Regions from separate parts of the Zea mays genome. Here region 1 is linked to region 2. A link is a contact called in public Hi-C data. All regions are on one chromosome and are shown on one strand. Each heading gives the region's core, a stretch centred on a gene start, on an enhancer-like site or on the middle of the called end of the contact. The rest is flanking DNA. Distances are from core to core; before and after follow the strand shown.

Evidence for each region. A called contact is a pair of places that touch in the nucleus more often than the background predicts.
Region 1: a contact with region 2 is called in a Hi-C map of leaf, with 8 times the contacts expected there. The contact joins the promoter of LOC103631987 here to the promoter of LOC103631979 in region 2. A contact is called at or near these places in 8 of 25 Hi-C or Micro-C datasets (bundle sheath, ear, endosperm and 4 more).

Annotation. Positions count from the first base shown.
Region 1 is chr7:8,218,286-8,225,403 of Zm-B73-REFERENCE-NAM-5.0, forward strand. LOC103631987 (putative leucine-rich repeat receptor-like protein kinase family protein) reads left to right here and starts at 3,975. Exons shown (of 6, transcript NM_001330590.1): 1 at 3,975-4,180; 2 at 4,355-6,696; 3 at 6,811-7,019. The coding sequence starts at 4,911.
Region 2 is chr7:7,791,002-7,797,872 of Zm-B73-REFERENCE-NAM-5.0, forward strand. LOC103631979 reads right to left here and starts at 4,219. Exons shown (of 12, transcript XM_020540933.1): 1 at 3,692-4,219; 2 at 2,412-2,742; 3 at 2,039-2,333; 4 at 1,584-1,761; 5 at 1,271-1,493; 6 at 689-831; 7 at 162-451; 8 at 1-78. The coding sequence starts at 2,308.

The DNA of each region.
Region 1 (7,118 bases), core at 2,725-5,224, 430 kb after region 2:
GTTCGCCGTCTTCTGGGTCTTAGCCCGAGTCCGAGCCCTGGGGTCGGGCGGAGCGGAGTTCGCCGTCTTCCGGGTCTTAGCCCGAGTCCGAGCCCTGGGGTCGGGCGGAGCGGAGTTCGCCGTCTTCTGGGTCTTAGCCCGAGTCCGAGCCCTGGGGTCGGGCGGAGCGGAGTTCGCCGTCTTCCGGGTCTTAGCCCGAGTCCGAGCCCTGGGGTCGGGCGGAGCGGAGTTCGCCGTCTTCCGGGTCTTAGCCCGAGTCCGAGCCCTGGGGTCGGGCGGGGCGGAGTTCGCCGTGGCGCCTTTGGCAAGGCCTGACTGCCTGTCAGACTCACTCTGTCGAGTGGCACTGCAGTCGGAGTGGCGCAGGTGGCGCTGTCCTTCTGTCAGACTGGCCAGTGGAGCGGTGGAGTGACGGCGGTCACTTCGGCTCTGCCGGGGGCGCGTGTCAGGATAGAGGTGTCAGGCCACCTTTGCGTTAAATGCCCCTGCAATTTGGTCAGTCGGTGTGGCGATTTAGTCAAGGTTGCTTCTGAGCGAAGCCAAGGCCTCGGGCGAGCCGGTGATGTGTCCGCCATAAAAGGGGGCCTCGGGCGAGACGGAAGTCTCTCGAGGTCGGCTGCCCTTGGCCGAGGCTAGGCTCGGGTGAAGCGTGATCGAGTCACTCGTGTGGACTGATCCCTGACTTAATCGTACCCATCAGGCCTTTGCAGCTTTATGCTGATGGGGGTTACCAGCTGAGAATTAGGCGTCTTGAGGGTACCCCTAATTATGGTCCCCGACAGTTTTCTTTTTTAAACGACAAGCTAAAGCCTTTCTGCGAAAACGATGGATTGGGGCTGGTTGTGGCTCATTCTGCTCCTGATTTTGGGGAATATCATCTTGGTGAGCTGAGCTGCTGGATCTTGTACGTCTGGAAATGTCAATTGAAAAAACCTCCTGACTGGATTCAATGGTTAATCTTTTTGGATTACTGGGCGGGCGATCAACAGACTTCATGATTAAATACTGAATAAATCTGTAGAAAAAAGAAGTTGTTTTTAAATACATTGATTTATGCATGAATATATGCCAAAAAAAGAACTAATTTTTACTATAACTATCTGAAATGCATACTATATAATGCTAAGTGGAATTACATAACTTAAACTACCTTTTATATTTATGCGATAGCATTTAATGAACAATGGTTATATACAAGCATAAAGATTGATTTAATATTTCATATAATTGTAAATGGATCAGGATAAAATAAGAGCCTTTTTGCATCAACTAACTATACAACATATTTTAATAACTGGTTCATAGTAATAAAAACATTTAGCTCAAATAACATGAATATTTAAATAACATTTGCTTAAATATGCTTAATATATGTGAAAACAAATCATTAGAGTAGATGTGCATAAAGAATACTGACTATATGCATATATAATAAAACAAATGTGTAAACAAATGACTCAAGTGAATGTGCATAAACAGTACTGAGGATATGCATATATATCAAATACAAATAAGCATATTTGATAATAAAATAGATGTGAAAACAAATCATTAAAGTAAATGTGCATAAAGAGTACTGACTATATGCATATATAATAAAATAAATGTGTAAACAAATGACTCAAGTGAATGTGTATAAACAGTACTGAAGATATGCATATATATTACATACAAAAAGCATATATGTGTTACTTGAGTTGTATAAGAGAACTCTCTGCTAACTCATCAGTAAATACCTAATCCACAGCCTTTGTCTAGATCTATGAATGTCGGGCGATAGTGAGGATATAGAATAAATACATATGCCCTAATATCGGGGCTCCTAAACAAAAAAGAGATGCAATGCGCGATGCAATGACCCGATTAGAGTGATGTCTAAACGGATACAAATCACACATTTAGCTGGAGAATAAGGGTTACAATCAAATCCACTTCAATCGACCGATAGGCTTCAAAAAATCGACGGCAAACTCGGTGTATTTCAATGTTGGATTACCTGGAACTTCTTGAATCGGGCTCCAATGCTGGGAGATTGAAGGATGTAAACTGGAATGGAAGGGCGCTGGATTGGAGCAGCGGTGGATTGGCGCTGCGCTGGTTTGGAGGCGCGGAAATCGCCTGGGGAGTCGCCTCCGGCGAAAGGAAAATCTGCGCGGCTGGGGTTTTCTTCCTATCGGCGCTGGTTTGACTCCGTTGATTGCGCGACTACGGTTTTAGAAACAGGAAACGTGGGAGAGGTGGCTGGCAGACGGAGGAAACGGTGTAACGGCGTCGTGACTAGGACCTGTTGACTCGGTGTGGTTCAACCAAAATGCCCATATTAACTAGCCTGGGCTTCCTCTATTATTGGAAGCTCAGAGCTCTTAATATATAAACTATATATATATATATATATATATATATATATATATATATATATATATATATATATATATATATATATATATATATATATATATATATATATATATATATACACTTAATAGATGGAAATACGTAGTTTAGACTGCTCCAATCCTAAAACGATTGCTTTGGAGTCTTAGCTTTTCAAACTCTAGCCCATTATATTACTTACAAAACAACGAGACCACTATAAATTGGCTGAGTATTAATAAAAAATTTAAAGTGAGTAATGCTAGAGACATAAAGGTATTTCCAACAGTCTATATGAATTACCATACTTTTTCATAATCATAAATTTTTCAAGTTGTGTGTATTAGTTCATAACCTATACATGCGCTTGGCGTCTAAAAACTATAAATCTTACTGTCTCTTCTTATTAGACATTTGTTTTTTTCTACTTAAATAATGCTTACAACAAAACTGCTCAAATATAAATCAAATTATCATCCCATGTATATATATACATGCGCTAGCCGCCCGACACGGGGATCCATCTCGAATTATGAAATAACAACAGAACACGTCTCTCTTCTCGCCATCCCTCTCTCTCTCTCTCTTCTTGCTGTTCTTGGATCCTCTCTACTCTCCTCTCTTCCCTCGCGTTGTTCACATTCAGGCTACCCTCCTCTGCCATGGTCTCTGTCTCTGTCTCACTCACTCGCGGTCACATGAACTGTGCATCGTGGCCTCCGGAGATTCTTTCCAATATACACGCCATTTGGTTCTACTCTCACAAGAGAGGGGGGTGGGGGTCCATCCAATTAGAGGCGATCGGACGTAGTACGGTGGTTGGAGAAGAGAAACCCAGCGATTGTTTATTGTCGTCTGTCTGATGGATATATGCAGTCGGTGTCAGTGCCGTGGGCACGCCGAGGCCGTGGCCAGCGGACATCGGCCAAGCCCGTGTGAGGGAGCAGCACACCACACACATGCTCTGCAAGATCCCAGTTTTATCTTGCCAAAAAAAAATCTACATGTGTCTCTTACCAGATTTCACGGTGTATTTGTACGTGTCTAGTGCCTGAAATTTGCGTTCTTTTCGTCAGTCTTTTGCCGACGAATGAAGTCACTGAAAGGGTCAGTTCGTGCAAATGTTCGCCACACCAAAGTGAAAGCGATGCCACACCAAAGTGAAATGTGAAAACCATTTTAACCTACCAGAAAACAACATGCTGTTACAGCCTAGCCTACCTTTTACCAGATCTTCAGGTTGAAGGAGAGGGAAAGCGGCTGTGGAGGGGCCAAAAAAAAAAGAATGGTTAAAGAAAAGCCTACAAAAGACCAACCGTATTTCCCTGCCTGCTTCCTAACGCTGAGCTTTTGTATGGTAGGGGAGGGGAGGGGGGAGGGAAAAGATGGCTCCGGGCTCACACCTCCTTGTCCTTTTGCCAACCGCCGTCGTCCAGCTCAATCCTTTGTGGCCTCTTCCTCACGCGCCAAGCCAGCCCGTGATGCTCGGCGACAGTAGAGTAGTGGTAGCCGACACACACACACACACACTGCGCATACGATTCCCTACTCCCATGATCCCATCCCATCATCTCCCACCCAGCATTCACAAAACCCCAAGGGCAAAATAATATGGACTGTAGATGCTGCAGTGCTCCACTCCATTCAGAGACAGACAGCGCTCGGTTCATCAGTTGCATTGCGTTCATCTGCTGCCCCAGCTCGTGCTCTCTCCCAGTCCCAGTCCCTCGCAAGCTGACCTCTGCGTTCCTTCAGCACTGGCACTGGCAGTGAGGCGCTGTGCTGCTCCAGTAGCTGTAGCTGTAAGGTAATAACTGAAGCTCCTGAACTTGTGTTTCTGGTTTCTTGGAATTACTACTAATAATCATATCAACTGGTGAGTTTTAAAAAAAATACGGTGATTAGTAGTACTAGGAGGAGTAGGTGACAGTGCCGAGCAGAGATGATGCTTGGTTAACCTGACGGTGCAATCGCTGTGCAGCCCTGTTGCCAGTTCGTGAAGAAAGGGAGCAAATCTGGGGTGCCTGCAGGAGGGGGTGGAAGAGGGGAGAGGCATTGGCATCCAGTGCTTGCTTGCTTGCTTGCCAGGGGGTGAAAAGAACCGGCGGTCTACCACTCAGATCCGTCCCCTGTGCAGTGCAGGATTGGACATTTTTTTTTCTGGTCGCCAGTAGCTATCTCCAATAACTATACCTCGTTGCTGCGAGTTCCCAAGTTCGTTGCTGCCTTCGTTTTGCTGGCTCAGGCTCCCTGCGTAACTGCATTCAGAGCTTAGAAATCTTTTCTTCCAGATTCTAGATGTGTGGGTGATTACCAAGAGGCTGGAGACTCCCACTCTCTTCGGTTCCAGCTCGAGGTCGAGAAAAGGTTTCTTTCGCCGTTTCTGATCATTTGCTCATCATTTCTGGCCTCGCTGCCATCGGTTGCGCAGTAGAAAGCTGGCAATCATCAGAAGAATTCCAAGAGAGAGGAGGAGGAGAATTCTCTCTGTGTGTGGCAAGCTAGAGCTAGCAAGCGTAAGTAAGTAAGGTTCAAGGATGGGTCGAGGGAGTTGCGGTTGCAGGCATCCTCTGCTCGCCGTCTTGCTGCCGTTGCTGCTAGTGCTAGCAATGGTGCCCGAGTCGGCGCAGCTGCAGTCGTCGCAGACGTGGTCGCTGCTCAAGATCCAGCAGCTGCTCAGCTACCCGCCGGTGCTCCGCACCTGGGGCAACGGCACCGACTTCTGCTACGGCGGGGACTACAAGACCGCCTCCGCCTTCGTCGAGTGCTACGGCGACAGCGTGACGCAGCTCCACATCATGGGCCCCGGCGGCGCCCCGCCGCTGCCCAAGACGTTCAACCTGGACGCCCTCTTCACGACGCTGACGAGGCTCCCCGACCTCCGGGTGCTGACGCTCACCGGGCTCGGCCTCTGGGGCCCGCTGCCGGGGAAGGTGTCGCGGCTGGCGTCGCTGGAGATCGTCAACGTCAGCGGCAACTACCTCTACGGGCAGCTCCCGGAGGGGCTATCCCGGCTGGGCGGCCTCCAGACGTTCATCGCCGACGACAACATGCTCTCCGGCGAGCTGCCCGGGTGGCTCGGGAGGCTGGCGTCGCTGGCCGTGCTCAGCCTCCGGAACAACTCGCTGCAGGGCGCGGTGCCGGAGTCCGTCCGGGACATGGGGTCGCTGCGGTCGCTGGCGCTCGCGTGCAACAACCTCTCCGGCCAGGTGCCGGACCTGAGCGCGCTGACGAACCTGCAGGCGGTGGACCTCTCCAACAACTCGCTTGGCCCGGCGTTCCCGCGCCTGGGGCGGAAGGTGGCCAGCGTCGTGCTCAGCGGCAACCGCTTCGGCAACGGGGTCCCCGCCGAGGAGGTCGCCTCGCTCTACCTCCTGGAGCGCCTGGACGTGTCGAGGAACCGGTTCGTCGGCCCGCTCCCGCCGGCGCTGCTCGCGCTCCCGTCCATCGAGTACCTCAGCGTCGCCGGAAACCGCTTCACGGGCCTGCTCGCCGCCAACATGTCCTGCGGCGAGAACCTCCGGTTCGTGGACGTGTCGTCGAACCTCCTGACGGGGACGCTCCCGTCGTGCCTGAAGACGCTCCCGTCGTCCTCCAACTCCAAGCAGGTGACGGTCCTGGCGGCGTCCAACTGCCTGTCCGGCGGCGCCGGCAGCACGCAGCACCCGGCCCTGTTCTGCCAGAACCAGGCGCTGGCCGTGGGCATCGTGCCCGTGCAGGCGCGGGGCGGCGGCAAGGCCAAGGGCAAGGCCGGAGCCGTGGCCGGCGCCGTGGCGGCCGCGCTGGCCGCCGCGCTGCTCGCCGGCGTGGCCGCGTTCCTCTTCGCGCGGAGGGCGGCCGTGAGGCGCGCCAAGGCCAGGCCGCCCCGGCGGCTGGTGGAGCACGCGGCGTCGTCCATGTCGGTCGGCGGCGGCGGCGCGTACCCGTCGCAGCTGTTCGCCGACGCGCGGTACATCTCGCAGACGGTGAAGCTGGGCGCGCTGGGCGTCCCCGCGTACCGGTCCTTCTCGCTGGTGGAGCTGGAGGCGGCGACCAACGACTTCGAGGTGTCGCGCCTGATGGGGCAGGACGCGCACGGGCAGATGTACCGGGGCACGCTCGGCAACGGCACGGCGGTGACGATCCGGTCGCTGCGGGTGCGGCGCAGCCAGACGTCGCAGGCGTTCAACCGGCACGTGGAGATGATCTCCAGGCTGCGGCACCGGCACCTGGTGAGCGCCCTGGGGCACTGCTTCGAGTGCAGCCCCGACGACGCCACCGTCACGCGGCTGTACCTCGTGTTCGAGTACGTGCACAACGGGAACCTCAGGAGCAGGATCTCGCGTGAGTGCCATCCTTGTTCCTCTCGTGGTCGCCATTGTCGTCGTCGTCGTGACGTCGATCATCATACATAGCTGAGGCGCGCTGAGGCTGACGCTGCTTGTGTTCTTGGTTCAGAGGGAACCGAAGGGAGGAAGCTGCCATGGGTGCAGAGGATCTCGGCGGCCATCGGCGTGGCCAAGGGCATCCAGTTCCTGCACGGGGGCATCATGCCGGGCCTCTTCGCCAACAACCTCAAGATCACCAACATCCTCCTGGACCAGAACCTCGTCGCCAAGATCGGCAGCTACAACATCCCTATCCTCGCCGAGACCGCCAAATCCGAGGTAAAACCATGACGCACGCAGCCGGCGCCAGCCATTTCTTCTACATTCTCAATCTCAACGGTGCGGCTCTCGTTCTTTCTTTCTTTCTTCCTTTCTGTT
Region 2 (6,871 bases), core at 2,969-5,468:
TGTATTTCCACCCTTCTTAAGGCATCGAGCTACTACGACACGCCGTGGGGTGACAAGGCGATGGCCCCAAGTGAACACCTTAAAAAAAGGATTAAATCAATAGATGTGTTCAATTCTCATAATGCAAGAACAATGTGTAAAAATCAAGATTCAAAGAATACCTCTCCATCAGCTCCTAACACTATTGTATGATACTTTGCTGCAGAAACACCTCTAAGTACTTTTCCTTTCAAGTACTCCACCATTCTTGGGATACAGTTTGATGCTGAGTTTGAAGTGCCATATCCTAGTTGGCCCTCCTTATTGCAACCCCAGGTGAATACTTCGCCAGTATCAGCAACTGCAGCGGAGTGCTTGTTTGCAGCAGCTACTGAAATTATCCTTTGCTTGAGCGAACCAACACGCCTTGGTGTTGGTTGGGTATCAACAGAAGGGTACCCAAGCTGACCCTCTGCATCATTCAGAGGATTTTGTTATAGACCATAAAAGTGCAGACCCAGTGCCAGAGCTCCCACATGAGTGGGGTCTGGCCGTCTGGGGAAGGAATAAACCGAGGCAAGCATCCCCCCACAAATGTGAAGAGGCTGCTTCTAAGGAGAAAATAATATTAGTAAGGACAAAAAGGGCATGAAATGTGTGCCCAAGGTTCATGTTGCCTAAAAATACATTTAAAATGCATCACACGTACCTCTATTTGATCCCCAGGTAAACAATTCCCCCAGCTCTGTAGCAATCACAGTATGATGTTTGGCTGCAGCCACAGCATTAACTCGTTTACGGCCTAATCCTACTGTCACCTGGCGAGGGGTAATCACAGCAGTTGTCTGTCCACTGTAACAGAATGATAGGTTTCATAAACTTACTCAACAATGAAGAAAATTTTACAAGAAAATAGACATTACTGCTCAATTACTTTGGCTTACAATTAAGCCAATTTAGTTTTCATTAGTAGTCATCACATTTGATTTTGAACAGCTTCAAATATTTGATGCATTTGTTTGACCACTATTTTTTCTAGAGTATATTCTTTAAATTTATGAAAATTTGCAAGTATTTTTCGATGCAACTCTACACATACAACATGTTTTCAAAGTAAACAATTTAAAAGATATTACTGTTTGTAGTTTTTAGGGTTTGACCAAATCTTATCCTAAGCAACATGTTTCTGTGGCCGGAAGGGGTAGCTAATCCGTAGGTACTAACAAAAGCATTGAGGAAACAATTTTCTGATCTAGAAACAAACTCATTTTAACATCATGCAATCGCTAACCTGTGAATATCTGGATGACCAAGACGACCACCTCGACCAAATCCCCATGTGTATAGTTCACCATTAGAACTAACTGCTACACTGTGAAACTTTGATGCAGCAACTGTTTTGATATATGATCCATGCAAAGCTTCTACTTTGCATGGTAGTTTTTGTATGTGGGCGTTGCCAGTTCCCAGCTGATAATTTGTCCCACTTCCCCAACTGAAGACTTCCGTTGCAACTAAAATGAAAAAAAAAACTTCCATAAAGCAAGCCAAATTGCCAAGAGCGCAATATAAGAGAACCGTTTCCTGGGGCAGAAGAAAGCTACCTGCATCTGGAAAATCTCCATTGGCCTGTGATACTGGACAGGAGATAAGGTCAACAGGTGTACGGCCCTTAGTGTCCTCCAAAGCGAGGGAAGCACCAAACTGTAAAAGAACACCAGCAATACATAGGTGACCAAAATGAAGTGCTCTATGCAGGCTACTCCAGCCAGATTCTCCATCCTGCAACAGTGAAAATTTTAGTGAGAATTTACACACAACTGAAAGGTCAATAAGCAAAATCAAGCAGCACCAAACTAAAGAAAATTTTGATAATCAAAATGAGTTTATCTGCATGATATTCTGTACAAAACCACATTTTAGTTTTTTGTTGTTGTTGTTACTGTAGTGGTTCGATACAGCTGAGGCTGTTACTGCCTTACTGGGATTATAGCTAAAAGAAAATAATTTTCAAAGCAAAGATAACCAGAGGAAGCATCCTAAAAGAAATAGTGCATACCCTTGCATCTGGATCAGCGCCAGCATCTAGGAGTCGCCTCACAATGGGTAGATGATTTCTCCATGTTGCAAGGTGGAGGGCACTAAGACCAAATGCATTTCTACCATCAATGTTCCCACCACTTTTTTTCAACAAGGCCAAAGCAGATTCTACTTCAGCTATTGACCCTTGTTTGGAAACAAGGCACAGATCCTTAAGAGAGCTTCCAGGAGAAGGTTTGCGGACAGCTGACTGCTTTGATGTGCCTGGTGGAGATATGGAAGTCTCCATGAAGTTTCAGGAACACACACAGTATCTACACAATTATTGAGGCAAATAAGAACTCCATCAAGATAACATTAGAAATCATTCTTTTTCCTAGATGTGAAAGTACCTGAAATAGCAGGCCAACAGATGAACTTCTTCACACTATCTGAACTGTTTCTTACTACTAATGTTACAGCTGATGTTGTTCTTAATTGTAAGTACAGTTCTGGTGTAATTACAATTGTATATCTATCGGGAGAAATGTTTGAGTGAACATCATCTCCATTATCTAAGACAGTTTCAGTATCCTAAGGAACTGTCCAAACAACCTAAGATAGCATGACGCTATAGCTTCATTTTGAGTAAAATTATTCCTATTAGAGAGCCGCGAGCTACGAGGCCATTGCCATGCCAAGACTTGATGCTAAGTAGAGAACCACTATAGAGTATAAATCAACCTGCACGATGGATAAAATAAAATGGATGTAAATGAGTAAACTATATAATGCAAGAAATTACAATAGCATTAAAATAATGAATGCTCTGAATTATATGCCTGATAAACTGGAAAATGAACTAGTTTTTTTTAAATGCACAAACAAACAATCTGCAACATGGAAAAACTATTGGTGAATGACATTTCTGATAAGAGGTCTAACTTAAACAGAAAGTAAACACCTTCACATTCAAGTCTTCAGGTTATGCATCTTATGCAATTATATATTTTCAATCTAAAGTTGGCCTACCACAGCAAACTTATAAATATGCACCCAACTTGGATAGAGAAATAGAACTTGCCCTTGACACCGACATGTAATTGTTTCGGGGAAAAGGAATCATATATAGCACTGATGTAAATGATAAACTAACCCATCCATTATAGTGTCAAGGCCGTGGAACAGCACAGATGGGTAATCGAACGTCACTAGTAACATTCTTAGTCTAAATCATTGAGCATGGGAGTCAAGTCGGTAACAGTGGGGGGGAAAAACAAAAGAAGAAATCACAACAGAAACGAAATACATGCTTGTAAAATGGCCCCAGCCAAACGCTAATTACGTATACACATTTAGTTAACGTACATACATGGCATGGAATTAAAACAAGGAAGAATGTCTAGCAAATACTACTTAGAATTAATAACTTATCATCGTTATCAATTCAGAACTCAACCATCAGATTCCCCACATATATAGACAATAATATGGTACACGCTGCACGATCCTTCTCTGGACGAACTGAACAAATCCGAGCAGACCCCCGGGGGAAAAAATGGGAAACACGCTGCAAAACAAACTGGAAGGCTGGAAGCATCCAACCAGCCAGCCACCCCCCGGAAGAAAGGTTTGGTTTTGACGGAAGATCACCGCGAGACGTCAGGATCAATCAAGATGGGGCTTTCCTTACCAGCAAAAGAAACAAGCCGGATTGCTGGATCTGAAGAGCCTGCAGAGGTTGGGGGGAAAAGAAAAGGAATGGCGGCCTCTGGATTGGACCTCCCCTGCACAGGCTCCTCAAGAACGCATCTTTGCCCCCTTCGCCCCGGCCCTCTCTACCTCTCTCTGTCCCTCCCTCCCTCCCTGACGCTTGCGTCTGTTTATCAGGGGAGGGTCGGGTACGGGATCTCCGGGCGAGGAATATGCCCCGGGGCTCCGGCCGCAGGTCGCAGGAACTGCTTCCAAACTCCAACGCTCCTCTCTCTCTCTCTCTCTCTCTAGTCTCTCTCCTCTGTTGTTGTTTTTTTTCCCTCGTGGTGGTCGTGGGTGTGAGATCTCTGGGTTGTGAGTATTTTGAGGAGAGGGAGATATCCGACGATTATACGCGAACAGAAATTGAGGTTATACACGGCATGTCATCGAAAAAAAAGAGGTGGAGTGGGGGGGGCAGACGAGCTTGTTGGTTGGATTTTTGTGGATTTTTCACGTTATGGCCTCCGGTTTCTTGACAATTGCGGTGGGCCGAGGATATCCACCACAAGGCAAGAATTCCATGCACCGTTTTGATTAGGCTTCGTGTTCGTTAAGCTTGTTACAGTCACTCAGCTTGAGATGTGCATAGCCGTTGACGATCCACTGCGATGAAGCGGCAAACTATCAGCATACAGAGAGAACTGCTAGAGGGGTGCATGTCTTGCACGCAACGCAGCAGGCCAGGACACCAAGGACCAAGTTTTTTTTTTTGCAGGAAAGCGCTCTAGTATCCGCATTTTACGAACGAGGCCCCTGGAACTTTCCTTCCCTTCATAAAGAGACGAGAGTGAGTCCACGCACGCATGGCATGACGCACTGGTTTTCTTTTCTTTTTGGTATTCTTGGATGGAGAAAAAGAGAGAGGAGGAGCAGGACAGGAGGACGGGTCGGTTGGACATGCGCCTACACGCGCTCCACGCGCACCTTGCGTTCTCTTCTTCTTCCTCCTCCTCTGCTGCAGCCATTGCAAAAGCCTGAACGGACCAAACCGATTGTAACTAATGAAGATCAGCATCATGACTTGTGCAGTGACAGTCTTGGCTAAACTATGAATCAGTAGCTAAGCACGATAGTCGATAGATGGCTCTAACTCTTGTGTCTTTTTCTGTAGTTCTGAATCTGAATCTGTGAGATGGGCAAGCTGGCACACATGAGACGGTGAGATGGAGGGGAACAATGATCAGCAGACAGCAGTAGAAGCAACCAGTTCGTCAAAAGTGTGTTAATCACACTATGGTCTTAGTTTTAATGGCCTAAGATGCGTTTGGGCTTAGAGTAGGCATGTGCCTAGTCTCAAGTGGTGAGAACAGAACAGAACAGGTGAAGTAAGGCCAGAATCCAAAGTTTTTTCTCTTGCTTTTCAAGGCATGGCCAGCTAGCTGCTCGTTTAGACCAACTCCAGCAGCACTGGCTATCCCACTCCGTATCCATATTATACACGCTCTAAGTTACTATTTCGCTCTCCAGCAGCCTCCGCATCTGTCTCCGCAAAACACACGCCGTGTACCTGCACTCCCCTTTTCCACGGTTTCTCTCTCCTCTCCGCACAAGACTGCATGCGCCCGCGGCTGCTCGCGGGCCCCAGGTGTCATAGACTGCAAGCGGAGTGCAAATACGGAGTCTGCTGGAAACGGGGACGGATACGGAGTCTCGTTGTATACTGTTGGCCGTGCTAAATACGGATAGGGAGAGGGAGTCTGCTGGAGTTGGTCTTATGAGTATATATACTTCTTGTAGTGGGAGCATCGACCGAGCTTGTATAAAAAAAATACTGACATTTGTAATACAGAATAAATGCCATTAAATTAATCGTTTCTACGTTTTAAATTACGTGTTGTTTTAATTTTTTTCCTAAATATATTCTTTTTGTTATACTCTTCATTTGTGTGAGTACATATTAATGGTGTCAGTGGCCAGTGGGGGAAAACAAGCTCCTATGACGTTCTAGAAAACGTCCAATGAAACCTCTACTCTCTAACAGTAGCTATTTGCTTATATCACTTCCATCATATAAATCCTAGAAACGATGCAACTCTAGGTTTGATCAGATTCAAGCTAGTTTAAATTTGATTGAGTTTATGAGAAAAAAATAGCATAAACATTTCTTTTTCCTGAACTATTAGTAGATGCCAGCAAATTTATATAGAATCAGGCTCCTTTCTCTGCCATGAGAAAGCGTTTATTGGTTATGTTTGACACAGCTTGTGCTTGTTGGAAAAACAGCTTATTTGATGAAAACCAGCTTCTGTTTGTTGGCTGTTTTTAGTTCATTCTGATAAACAACTGAACTGATAAGCTGTTGTAGAAGTTACATATTTAACACAGTTTTTGTTTAAATCTATGAATATGCTGTGACAAACAGGGCGATTAAATATACCGCGTTGTTGATAAATCGACTTTGTTTTCTACAACGTGGAAGCCGCTCTCAAGAAAAAGCGCTTAGCCCTCGACAAAACCCGATCGTTGGATGGAGTGATCAAGTCGCTTTAATTTTGATGTCGCAGCTGCTGCCGTCCGCATATCCCAAAGAGCCAGGAGAACAAAACGCAATTCGTCCCAACAGCCCCAATAAAGCAGAACCACACACACACAACGAACAGCAGCAGTAAAATTCCACACAAAAAAGAAAGTTTAGATATATGCGCGATTCATCGAGAGCCATTAAAAAAGAAAGTTTAGATATATGACACGGCTTCTCATGTCATCATGGGTCCTTCGTCACCTGCCAGCGCACGCTTGGTATGACACGCTGTCCTGTCCTTCCAATGTACGGGTCACTATAGAGACCTCGATGCCCATTAGGTGTGATGTGCGTATATCCGGACGTGGCTTGATGGTGACACGTCTCATCGTAGCTGACGTGGATCAGTAGCGTTGGACTTAGATCTGTGCCTTGCCGGGTTGCTCGACGGAGAATTGGTCGACTAGAGCTGATTGGTAGAGAGTTGGTAGTCAGAGTTGGTCATCATCCAAGAGTTGGTCATCATCCGAGAGTTAGTCACATTCGGTCTATTTCACAGAGTAGGTCAGCGAAGTTGGTCATCAGAGAGTTCATCATCGAAGAGTTGATCATCATCGTAGAGTTAGTCATCATTCGAGAGTTGGTCATCTTGTCCGT